Linked DNA regions of Pan troglodytes: regions 1 and 2 are each linked to region 3. The links are chromatin contacts, called in public HiChIP or PLAC-seq maps. All regions are on one chromosome and are shown on one strand. The core of a region is the stretch at or near the end of the contact, and the rest is flanking DNA. Distances in the headings are between cores, read along the strand shown. Region 1 holds the start of PPIH (peptidylprolyl isomerase H). Region 2 holds the start of P3H1 (prolyl 3-hydroxylase 1). Region 3 holds the start of FOXJ3 (forkhead box J3).

Region 1 (3,783 bases), core at 342-2,841, 320 kb after region 3:
CAATAATAGTTCTCTATCCCATAGGGTTGTGAGGACCAAATGAAATGAAGCATGTAAAGTATTTAGCACGTAGTAACTGCTTAATAAATGCTATCATCATTTATTTTCACTAGCGGTTTATCAATGTACTATTTTTTTCACAACCTCATCAACATTGGATATTATCAATTTTAAAGATTTATTCTAAAACAGTTGGTATAAAATTATACTGAAGCGTGACTGCTGCTGTTCCTTTTCCCCCTCCTCCCCTTTCTTCTTTTTCAGTTGGAGGAGACCAAGAGGAGAGGATCAGTAACCAGAAATAAAAATGACCCTTTAAATTGAGCACACTGTATTTTTATATGTAATCCTTGCTTTCTCAGACAACAGAGCTAGAAAGATGATCAAAGGAACTAGGAAATAATAACTATTATATTAAATGCATGCTGTTATATTGAATGAGCCTTGCCCAAGGTCCCCTTCTTTCACTAAATTCATTGCATCTATTATTTATTGAATACCTACTATATGCTATTCAGTAGGCGACATTGCAGCTACAGCTGCGAATAGGACCAGGAGAGTCTCTACTTTCATGGAGTTTATATGCTATCAGGGAGGAAGATTATGTGTGTGTGGCAGGAAATGAGGTGTAGACACATACCATACGAAGATAATGTAGAAGGGGGGGTGGCATGAAGAAAACAAACCAGTGATCTGAATGACCAAGGGCTACTTTAGATTAGGTCTAATGTTGCCTCTCAGGAGGTAACATCTGGGGTGAGCCCTGAACTACAAGGAGCATTACTTCCCACACGCATACCCCAACCAACCCCCACCATCCCCCGCCAACCCACATTAAGATCTGGAAGGAATATTTCAGACAGAAGTAACAGCTATTACAAAGCCCTAAAGAGAGGAGGGATCTCAGTGACCTGGAGGAACAGACAGGTCAGAGCACAGTAACTAAGGGCAAGTGGTACAAGATGAGGTCAGGTACGTGATAGCCAGATAAATGCACTGTAGGGCTTCGTATGCAGGGAATTGGATTTTATTCTAAATATAGGAAGCCAGGAGTTATTTTTAAAATAAATAGGAAGCACAAGAGTTATTTTAAAAATAAAAAATAAAAAACTCTAGTTGCTTTATGGGAAATGAATTGGAAATGACAAAACTGGTAGCTTGTGGCAGAACAAACATTATCTATTGTCCTGACTTAGAGGAAGGGATATTTATTTAGCAAGCCTGTACGTGCCAAGCTGTTCTAAACGCTGAGAATGAACAAACCAGAGTTCCTGCCTTCACGGTGTTCACACTAGCGGGCAGAAGACAGACAGCACGTGTGGCGGTGCAGAGGGCTTGGCTGCAAGAGCCGATAAGGAGGACCCTGGCGACTGCCTAGTCCAAAAGTCCTAGCTAGAGCAAGATCAACTTGTACTGCCCTTAGTACAGCCACGTGAGTGGGGTGACCATTGACCTTAACCAAAAAGATGTCAAGGCTTTCCTCCTCCTCACTCCCGCGTCCCCAGTGCCAGGCAGAGTCTCTCAGCTAGACCCTAGCAGTCTCAGCACACACCGCACGGGGCGACAGCTTCCGGGGGCGGGGCCTGGTCTCGCTCCACGTCTACCGCGCCTGCTCCCCGGACGAAATCCGCGGACCGGGCTTTAGGTTCGCCGGAATCCCACGCTCCCGACTTCTGCTTCCGGGTCGGAGCCATGGCGGTGGCAAATTCAAGTCCTGTTAACCCCGTGGTGTTCTTTGATGTCAGTATTGGCGGTCAGGTGAGATCCAGGAAGCTGCCCACACCTGCGCCGAAGGGAAACTGCTCGGGGCTAGGCAGGCAGAACTCACCCAGAGAGAGCGGACTCGGGAAGCCAGCCAGAAAGTGAAATTGCACCCGAACCTACCGACCTGCCGGGCGGGGGGAAAGGAGGAGGAGGAGTCTCCCCAATCCTAGCGCCCCGCTTCTGGAGGAACTGGGCGGTTAGACTAGGGAGGCGGAGGTGGGAGATACCGAGCGGCAGGGTGGTGGGTCAGCCCCTCATGCCCCCTGCTGCGTGAAGCCCTCGTGGTCTTGGACTGGGCCTTCTGACACTCTCCTGCTGATTGCAGGAAGTTGGCCGCATGAAGATCGAGCTCTTTGCAGACGTTGTGCCTAAGACGGCCGAGAACTTTAGGTAAGGACGTGCTCCAGCTCCGCTGGATTAGCTGAGGCAGAAGCCGGGCTCCAGTCAGCCGCCTGAAATAGCCTGTCTACCTCTGTCCGTCCGCTCACTGCTCTTGAGACCTGATTCCTCCGTGCATTGCTCTGTCTGGTTGCCGTTTGGATTGTTCCCGTGTTAATTTACGTTGTTAGTCTGTGTGTCTGCGTGTCTGGACGTCTGGCTGGCCGATTGGTGGACTTGCTGGCTCCAGTGTTTATTCTTTCCCGTATTTAGAGGCGCTCACGACTGTGATATCATAGTGATTGAATCATTCATTTTTTGTCCCTTTCAGGCAGTTCTGCACCGGAGAATTCAGGTCAGTTTCAGATGTGTTTGACTTCTTTGCCTGCTCCAGAGGGGTGTTCTGGGGCTGCAGTGAGGGTATCGGTGAACCACCTGCTGGCCTTGAATGATTGCTGGTGACAGTGATAGAAGGTAATGCCCCAAGGGTCTGTCCCTAGTTTATTTGCCTTCTTTATGTCTGTCAACCATCTTTAGGAGAGTCCTTTTGGCTCCAGTGCATGGTAAACTGGAAAGGCCTTGTGCTGTCACTCCAAGTCTCTTTCTTTTTGGTTATAGGAAAGATGGGGTTCCAATAGGATACAAAGGAAGCACCTTCCACAGGTAAGGCTCTTGGCAAGCCATCCTGGAGTCTTTCAGAAATATTTCCTGGGGGATTAGACTCTTTAGAGGAAAATAAAACCAGAGGGTAATTCTTACATTTCTTGAGAAGAAATGTTTTTGTGGACTCAACAACTGAAGATTTATTAAATGTTCTAACTCTACTTACACTCCCCCACTTCTTAGGTCTTTAAAACAGAAACTACTCATCTTTACAATATCTTGACTTTTTCATGCACTTGTTTGTGCAAATGCAGATTTTTTTTAAAAGTACACTTGTAATCCTAAAGTGCATATAATATGTCCTGCTGGTTGATATTTATAACTAATTCCTAAAATGATCATATATGATTGTCCAAGGATAATCATATTTACTGGGGAGTGGAGTATGGCAACACTTAGTCTCATTTCAATATAGAATCTTTCTCATGGCCTCACTGTGGTTAGTAACAATGTTAGCACATAATTATATCACAGCTTTAGAGCTTTGGTCTCTAATCCCCAGTAAGACTCCTGTGAAGTGGTATGGGTGATCTGCATTCTAGAGAGGAGGAAACTGAGGATAAGAAAGGTTAAGGACCCTCCCTAGGGGTAATAGCTAACAGTTGTTAAGCCCTTACATGTTTAGCCGTACATTTCACATAAATTCTCTGTAGTTCTTTCCCCCAAATTTACATCAAACCCTTGCTCTGCCTTTTGCTTTGGCAAGTAAGCTTTCAGCCCCTTCTTCTTGTTACTGTTCAGGTACCAGATCATGCACTTGATCAACTCTAACATGCCCTAATTTATAACTAAAATCCTTTTTTATGGTTAATTATCCTTTCAGCTTAATCATTCAGGAAAAGAATAATCTTCAGGTTTTTTTTGTTTTGTTTTGTTTTTTTGAGACAGAGTCCCACTCTGTCGCCCAGGCTAGAGTGCAGTGGCATGATCTTGGCTCACTGCAACTTCCGCCTCCTGGGTTCAAGCAATTCTTCTGCC
Region 2 (3,964 bases), core at 744-3,243, 430 kb after region 3:
CAGAATTCTCTTCCAAATCTGGCCTCACTGACTTTTCTAGCCGCCTCTCCTACTACTCCCCACACACATCTCGACATTGCAATCACAACAGTTCATTTTTTTTCCTGAATATATCATGCTTTGGTTCTACTTTTCTCTCTATCTGGAGGAGCCTTCTCTCCTCTCCCCCTGGCAATACTTAGGACAGGCTTCAATATTACCTCTTCTTTGAAGTCTAATTTCTCTGAGATAAAGCTAGAGTCTCCCTCCTTTGTGCTCCCACAGCCCTAAGTATATGCCCTTGCAGTAGCCCTTACTACAGTAACTCTTAACAGCAAAGCAAGACAAAGCAAAGACGTTAGTCGAGCATTTAATTACTTGTACAAGAACTGGAATGCAGTAGGTATGCAATACATGTTTGTCAAATAGTTTTAGAAAGTGCTATGATGAAGCGACATAACCAAAGACATAACGCAATTATTTTGATTTCAAGTCCAGCGCTCTTCCGAGTAACTAGGAAAAATGACGGGAACTGTGTAGGCAGAATGCTGTGGAGGGGTGGAAATCTGAGGTCCCCAAGAGTCTCTAAGTCTCTCTTTAGATCGAATCGAAGGTCTTTTAAACTACAGATGTAACAGATATAATGCACAACTCTTTCTCCCCCCACCCCCAATACAGTGGGACTAATAACAGCATCTACCTGACAAGATATTGTGAAGATTAGGGCAAATGCGTTAATAAATGCAAACTGCTTAAAATAGTGCCTGGAAGTATGTGCTGGCTATCATCATCATCATCATCGTCACCATCACCACCACCAAACAAGCCTGGAACGCTCCAAGCCCAAGTGTACACTTGGACACACGGCACTCTGGCATTCCGAAAAATACTCATTTTCTTTGTAAATCTGGCAGACTAGCCAGAGGGTCCCCCCCCCACAGAAAGGGCCAGGCAGCCCCTGCTGGCGACGTGGCAACCTCACATCCTGAAAGAGAGCTGCTGAATCAAACAGCAGGAAAAGCACCACTGGAAAACCAACCGGAAGGGAGATATTGTAGACCGCTACTAGCTTCTCACTCGGACACTTACAATGACATCAGAATGGGAGACCCAAACTGCCGCTTTAATTCCTTCCAGGAGATTTCCCAGGGAACAAAATGGCCATGAGTTTTGCTTGGCCTGTGCCCTAACCCCAGGCTGGACCTTTGGGGTTAGCATCTGCCCATGCGAACTGGGCGAGGAAGGTCTCCTGCCAGGGAGCAGCTCTCCCTGGCTCCGAGGAGAGCTCCCCAGCCAGGAGGCCACTTTCCCCTCCCTGCGGACACTTCCCCGATCCCCCAAGCTCCTCAGGTCCCCTGCAACACTCCTCTCCCCAGAAGGACCCCGGCCGCCTGGCTCCAGGCAGGTCTGCACCTTGAAGTAGGCGACCTGCAGGTAGTTGTAGGGGCTCCGCTTGCGGAACTCCAGCTCCATCTCTTCGCTGAGCGAGTGGGCGGCCGGTGGCCCGAGGCAGCGGCGCAGGCAGGCGGCGCGACGCAGAAGGCCCCCGAAGAAGCTCAGGTCGCGCAGGGCGGCGGCGCCCGAGGCCTGGGCCGGGCTGGGGGACCAGTCGGGGTCCAGCTCCCACGGGAAGTCGGCGGCACACTGGGTGCGGCAGCGCAGGCGAAGGGCGCGGAGGGCTGCCCGGGAGCGCAGCGCCCGTTCCATGCTCAGGACCACCCCGGGCCAGTCCCCGCGCGCGTAGGCTGCGGTCCCCTCGGCGAAGAGCAGATCAGGCGTCACCATGCCCCATCCTGCCTCGGACTCGACCTCGGCTTGGGAGGCAGCGGCCACGACAGCCAGCAGTGTGGTCAGCAGCTTCAACGCGCCTACCGCCATCGCTCCCTCAGACCTAACGGGACCGCCAGCCACCCGCCACCAAGGCCGGAGTCCTACCCCCGGCGAAAGCCCGTCCCCGGGCGAAGCCCCACCTTCCAAGCTGGGCGGCGCATGCCCACGAGGCTTGCACCGCCTCTTTTCCTTTCAGTCAGCCCGGATCCCCCCACCGGCACTCAGCGAATCCCGGCGCGTCAGCCGGAGCCCCGCCTCCGAGCTCAGGCCTTGCTCAGTCGAACTGACGCCCAGTAGACAAGAAAGACGGAAGCTCCGCCCACGCGCCTTTATGCGCAGGCTCTTCCGACTCGCACAGCCCAGGGAGTGGGGAGGACAAGGCGCTGTCATGGAGGACGCCGCCACGCCGGGGCGGACCGAGGGGGTCCTTGAAAGGCAAGGAGCGCCGCCAGCTGCAGGCCAGGGAGGTATGCGGGGCGGGAGTCAGCAGGGGGAAGTCAGCCCCCGCGAGGCAGCCGGTCTCGGGGCTCAGCGGGAGGCCGACGGCGGGAGCTCACGGCTTGTGTTCCTGGGTGTGTGTCGCAGGAGCCCTGGTGGAGCTCACCCCGACCCCCGGCGGCCTGGCCCTGGTGAGCCCCTACCACACCCACCGGGCCGGGGACCCCTTAGACCTCGTGGCGCTCGCAGAGCAGGTGCAGAAGGTGAGGAGGCGCGGCCGGGGCAGCGAATAACCATCTTCGTTCACGTTGCGCTCTGCGTCTTTCGGCTCAGACCTCACTACCACCTATGGTGGGGGTGGCATTTGCTCTTGTCTCCATTTTACAGACGAGTAAAGCCGACTGTCATTGTGAGTCGGTGGCCTGATTCGAATGACCTTCTGGGATCAAAGGTTCCTCTAACTGCAACTTGAGTGCCCATAATCTTCCTTCGTGGGAAGGTTTACACAACACTTTAGTGTTCATTATTTCATTTGCACTTTAGGACAGCCTTGTGAGGTAGGCAGTACAGAGTTATTCTTCCCATTTGACACAAAGAAAAGTTCTTCGGGAAGTTTCAAGGTCCGCTTATTTTAAGCTGCTTCCCATAAGATCTTTGTTACCTGAGAGTTTAAACATCTTCTAGCAGGGCAAGCACTCCAAGTTTAGTCCTCATTAAACACAGTATTCCCAAGCCCAGTGTTTATATATGGATGGCCAAAATAAGTCAAATAAGGAGGAAATGTGAAATAATGGAAAAAACACTGGAAGTTTGGACACATGAGTATTAATCCCACTTTTGATACTAACTTGCAGTGCGACTAAAGGCAGATTACTTCTCTCTGGACCTCAACTATTTTATCTGTGAAGTGAAAGATTTGAAGTAGGAGAGCTCCAAGATCTAAAGTTTTGTCATTATTCAATGAAAAACCAGATTCCTTCTTATCTCTTATCAAGACTTCCGGTTGTACACCCTCTTCAGTGTCCACAGATGGAGGGTCCTGCTGTTTTAAAGATTATCATGGCCCCTTATCCCTGTATACACTATCAGATTTGGCCTTGATTATGTTCCAGGGTCTTTGCTTTGCTCAAAATTATTTAATGTGCTCAAATTCCCTCACATCTCTTTTTTTTTTCAATGATCCTAGAAATCCTTCGAATCCTTTTTTTTTTTAATTAAGAAAAATTCAGATACGCTGGAAAGCTCCTTTAATTCAAAACTTGGCTTTCTTCTTTTTGAAGAGCTGGGGAGCAAAGTGCAACTTTTATTTATTAAGAGAATATGCATCTAGTTAATCAGATTACTCTTATTGGGAGGGAGGTTGGTAGGGACAGAATCTTGTGCACACAACATATTCATGTGCTATTGAATGACTATCATGTTTATTACGATGGCCTGAACAGATGGAAGAAAGAACACAGTTTTTGTCTTTCATCCTATAATCTTATGAAATACAGAGGATGCATTATTATGCTGCCTCTGTTTCCCCAATACAATCTATTTGAGAAGCTGAAGAAAAAAAAAACTTTAGAGACAAACAAATTGAATCAAACATATTAACTATCTAAAATGTACTTTTTGGCCAGGTGCCGTGGCTCACACTTGTAATCCCAGCACTTTGGGAGGCCAAGGTGGGTGGATCATTTGAAGTCAGGAGTTCGAGACCAGTCTGGCCAAC
Region 3 (3,809 bases), core at 879-3,378:
AGTTTCAAAAAAAGAGAGTGCAATGGGTACTCAACAGAGTAAGAGGAAAAGTGAAGTAAAAGAGCTTCTACAAAATAAGTGACTAGGTGAAACTAGTGCTGCCTTGTGAGAAAAAGAGCTATGCATATAACGCTCCTATGACATCACGCTTTTTCACTGGGAAACAAAACAGAAGGAAGAAAACACACACAAATAAATCTCAGAAAAAGACCAAAAAGGTGCCCACCAATCTCTAACTCCTTCAGGAATTAGAGTGAATGGCTCTAACTCATTCAGGAATCCAACCAGGGACAACACAGACGTGGAATGCACCAACACGGAATAGTAAAACCTTTGCTAACCAGACACACAAAAAGTAAAAAAGAGAAATGAAAACTATACACCTGAATGCATCCGTAGCAAGCGCTTATTCTCTATGATTAAGCAACAGAGAAAAGAATAAGAGCAGCTAATGGAAGAGGAAAAAAGATGTTAATGAAACTAAGCCCTGTTATGTCCCCTACTGGCCTCAATTTCAGAGTACAACTCTCGATTCTTCATCTAACCAACAGCCGGCCTCGGCAAAGCAAACTGACCCTAACACCTTCCACGCCACCCGGAGGAAATCACAGAGGAAAAACCATCCCGTTAACCTCCCTCCTCACCAGCTGCAAAAATGGAGCTGGGAGGGGGGGCGGGAGACACTCTACCACGTGGGCAGGATGCAACACACACAGGACAGCAACACGTCCGCATGGAACGGCTGCCTTTGCCCTAATCCCAGCAAAGGACACAGACACAGGATGGGCGGGAACGCAAGCACCCTCGCATGGGCCTCCTCTCCCCAAAGGGCCACTCCAAGGCGTGAGGTACAGCCGGCCCTGCCGGCAGAAAAGCGCCCCCAAGCTTAAAGGGAAGAAGCCGCAGAGTGCCGGGGTCGGGGGCTAGCCCAGGCCAGGGGACAGGTCATGGAGGGAAGGAGACGGTCGCTGCCCTAGGACTAGGCGCCCCCGGGATCCACGTCTGGTTCCCCGGGGCCCCGCCTGGGGGAGGGGCGGGAGACGCGAAGCCGCTGCTTCCCAGCTGAGGGGCAGCAGCAGCTGAGAAGCGCCGCGGGGGAGGGAAGGACCCAGCCCTCGGCGTCCGCCAGGCCCCAGCCGGGGCCCAGGCCCCCTGCCCCGCCCGCCGCCCACCCCGCAGCGCGGCTGCGGCTAGAAGAGAGAGGGCGTCTCGCGGAGGGCAGCCCCTGCCTCCGTCCCGGGAGATGCCACAGCCCCGCCTCCTCGCCCGCCGCCCAGGCCCGGCCGCCCTGGCGGGGGGCACTTACCTCAGGCTGCGCAGGCCGGGACGGCCCGGCCGAGCCCCCGGCCGCTCCGTGCGTCTCCGCCCCCCCGGGAAAGGTCCCAACGGTGCCTACTGCGAGCGGTCGAGGCCCCGAGCAGCCCCGAGAGCGGCGGCGGCAGCAAGAGCAGCCAACATCCGGGGCCGCGCACCCGGAACTACTTCCCGACCCGCATCCCCCGCCCGCCCTCGCCGCCACCGCCTCCTGCGGCGTCGCTGCGCCGCCGGCCCGGCGTCAGCGGCGTCAAGTCCCTGCGCGGTCACGGTCGCTTCGACGCACGCGGGATCCCTCCGCTGGGACAAGTAGTGCCCTGAGACTCCCGGGGCTCTGCCTCGGCGCAGTCGGTGTCATCTAGCGGCCGGCAGTTCCGAGCGACTTAGGGTCCTTGTGCCTCGGAGTGGCGTCTGGGAGCAAAGGCGGCGGAGGCAACCCCGCAGTTGAGGACAGTAGGGATCGGTGGCTTTGGACCCTGCCCACGGATACCTGGGGCCCCATGCCCCGAAGGAATGGTGCCTTCTGCCCTCCCCCGCCCCCCAACCTCCGCCACCTCACCGAAGCGCCCGGCACCTTAGCCTCCTCTCCAGGAAAGCGGACGCCTTTTCCGACCTGGCACACCGCGGATTCCGGGACCCCCAACAAAGGCGCCTTGGACCTTCAGGACACCCCTCTTTTCAGAACTTCATGAGTCCCAGGTGCTAGACTCATGTCTGCGGAGGCCTTTCCCGTGCCTGGTCTTACTTTCTTTCTTAAAGGAGTTGGACCTCTAAAGGCCCTTCTAATTCTCAAGGTAGCTACCCAGGTTATGGTACTACTATCAGTAGGTGGAGCGTTTAGAAGGGTAGTTTGGTCGACGAGTGAACTTTGGAATTTACTTCTACGTCAGTCTTCACTGATTCTTTCTCTAAACTATTAGCACTGATAATCTGCCCTATAATTTCACACTTAATTACATTCCAGTGTAGTATTTGCTGTTGCTTCATTCGCGTTAGTCACATATTCCCCTGCAGCGCCAAACACGCTTTTGAACTCACAATGGGTGGCTCAATATTTGGAGACTTAGATATTTGTTAGATGAATACTAGGCTGATTGGATGAGAGGAAAAGGAGAGGCATGAGTGAATTGGCCCTGGGTGCTTTTTTGACATAGTCTCAAAGGGTTCAGATAAAGACCTCCAGCAGATCTGAGCACACAATTCCTTCAGTAAACATTGAACACCTGCCGTTTGGTCAAGCATTTCTAGGCACTGGAGATTCAAAGTATTCACATATTCCTTTTCTTTATAAGACTAGCAAGATTCTGAAGATTCATGTACTCATTCACTCAACGAATATTTGCCAATCACTACTAAGGTTGCCAGACACTATTTTAGTGCTTGGGATGTATCAGTAAACAGAAGAGAGAGAGAAAACAAATACCCTTCCCTGTTGGAGCTTTCATTCTAATATAGGGAGAAAGATGATAAACGTAAGAGAATTATGTAATATGTTAGAAGGCATATGGGGGAAAAAAATACACCAGGGTAAGGGGTATGAGGAAAACTGGAGGAAGGGGGTTTGCAATTTTTTTTAAAGAGGGAATCCTGCTCTCCCGCCCAGGCTGGAGTGCAGTGGCGCGATCTCGGCTCACTGCAACTCCCGGGTTCAAGTGATTCTCCTGCCTCAGCCTCCTAAGTAGCTGGGATTACAGGCGCGCGCTACCACACCCGGCTAATTTTTGTATTTTTAGTAGAGATGGAGTTTCACCATGTTGGCCAGGCTGGTCTCAAACCCCCGAACTCAAAAGTGATCCGCGCTCTTCGGCCTCCCAAAGTGCTGGGATTACAGGCCTGAGCCACCGCGCCTGGCCTGCAATTTTAAATAGAGTCGTCAGCATGGGCCTCATTTATAAAATGACTTTAAATCGGAGACCTGAAAGAGCTGAGGGAGTCAGCCATGCAGTTGTCTGGGGAAGAGTGTCCCAGGCAGAAGGAACAGCTAGCTGGTGGAAAGGCCTGGAGACAAAAGCCTCGGGAAGTGTTAAAAATAATGAGAAGGCCAGGACGGTTGGAGCAGTGAGCAAATGGGAGCCGAATGAGGAGATAAGATCAGAGAGAGGGGTCTCAAGTAGGGAGCTGTAGGAATCTTGGCTGAAACAGAACCACTGCTGGGCTTTGAACAGAGGTGTGATAGGATCTGACTCGTGCTTTCAAAAGATCACTGTGCTTTCAAAAGATCACTCTGGCCGCCGTGCTAAGAGCAGAACTAAGAGGACAATGGTGGAAGCCAGAGGCTCCATTACCCAGGTACAGAATGATGGCTTGAACTAGATAGTAGCAATGAGTAAGATAAATAAGATGCAGTCTCAGCCGGGCACAGTGGCGCTTGACTGTAATCCCAGTTATTAAGGAGGCTGAGGCAAGAGGATAGGATCACTTGAGCCCAGGAGTTCAAGTGCAGCCCGGGCAACACAGCAAGCCCCCATCTCTAAAAAATAAATAACGTACAGTCT

What was found. HiChIP or PLAC-seq counts read pairs in DNA pulled down with a chosen protein or histone mark.
Region 1: a contact with region 3 is called in an H3K4me3 HiChIP or PLAC-seq map of stem cell-derived excitatory neurons, with 2.8 times the contacts expected there. The contact joins the promoter of PPIH here to the promoter of FOXJ3 in region 3. A contact is called at or near these places in 1 of 7 Hi-C or Micro-C datasets (stem cell-derived neural progenitor cells) and 1 of 1 datasets of contacts at active chromatin or transcription factors (stem cell-derived excitatory neurons).
Region 2: a contact with region 3 is called in an H3K4me3 HiChIP or PLAC-seq map of stem cell-derived excitatory neurons, with 2.9 times the contacts expected there. The contact joins the promoter of P3H1 here to the promoter of FOXJ3 in region 3. A contact is called at or near these places in 2 of 7 Hi-C or Micro-C datasets (induced pluripotent stem cells and stem cell-derived neural progenitor cells) and 1 of 1 datasets of contacts at active chromatin or transcription factors (stem cell-derived excitatory neurons).

Annotation. Positions count from the first base shown.
Region 1 is chr1:188,308,914-188,312,696 of NHGRI_mPanTro3-v2.0_pri, reverse strand. It overlaps PPIH (peptidylprolyl isomerase H), which reads left to right and starts at 1,591. Exons shown (of 11, transcript XR_001720624.3): 1 at 1,591-1,758; 2 at 2,090-2,154; 3 at 2,474-2,497; 4 at 2,761-2,805.
Region 2 is chr1:188,201,346-188,205,309 of NHGRI_mPanTro3-v2.0_pri, reverse strand. P3H1 (prolyl 3-hydroxylase 1) reads right to left here and starts at 1,993. Exons shown (of 15, transcript XM_016960471.4): 1 at 1,393-1,993. The coding sequence starts at 1,857. C1H1orf50 (chromosome 1 C1orf50 homolog) reads left to right here and starts at 2,155. Exons shown (of 5, transcript NM_001243098.2): 1 at 2,155-2,276; 2 at 2,395-2,510. The coding sequence starts at 2,198.
Region 3 is chr1:188,631,048-188,634,856 of NHGRI_mPanTro3-v2.0_pri, reverse strand. FOXJ3 (forkhead box J3) reads right to left here and starts at 2,128. Exons shown (of 13, transcript XM_009455382.5): 1 at 1,874-2,128.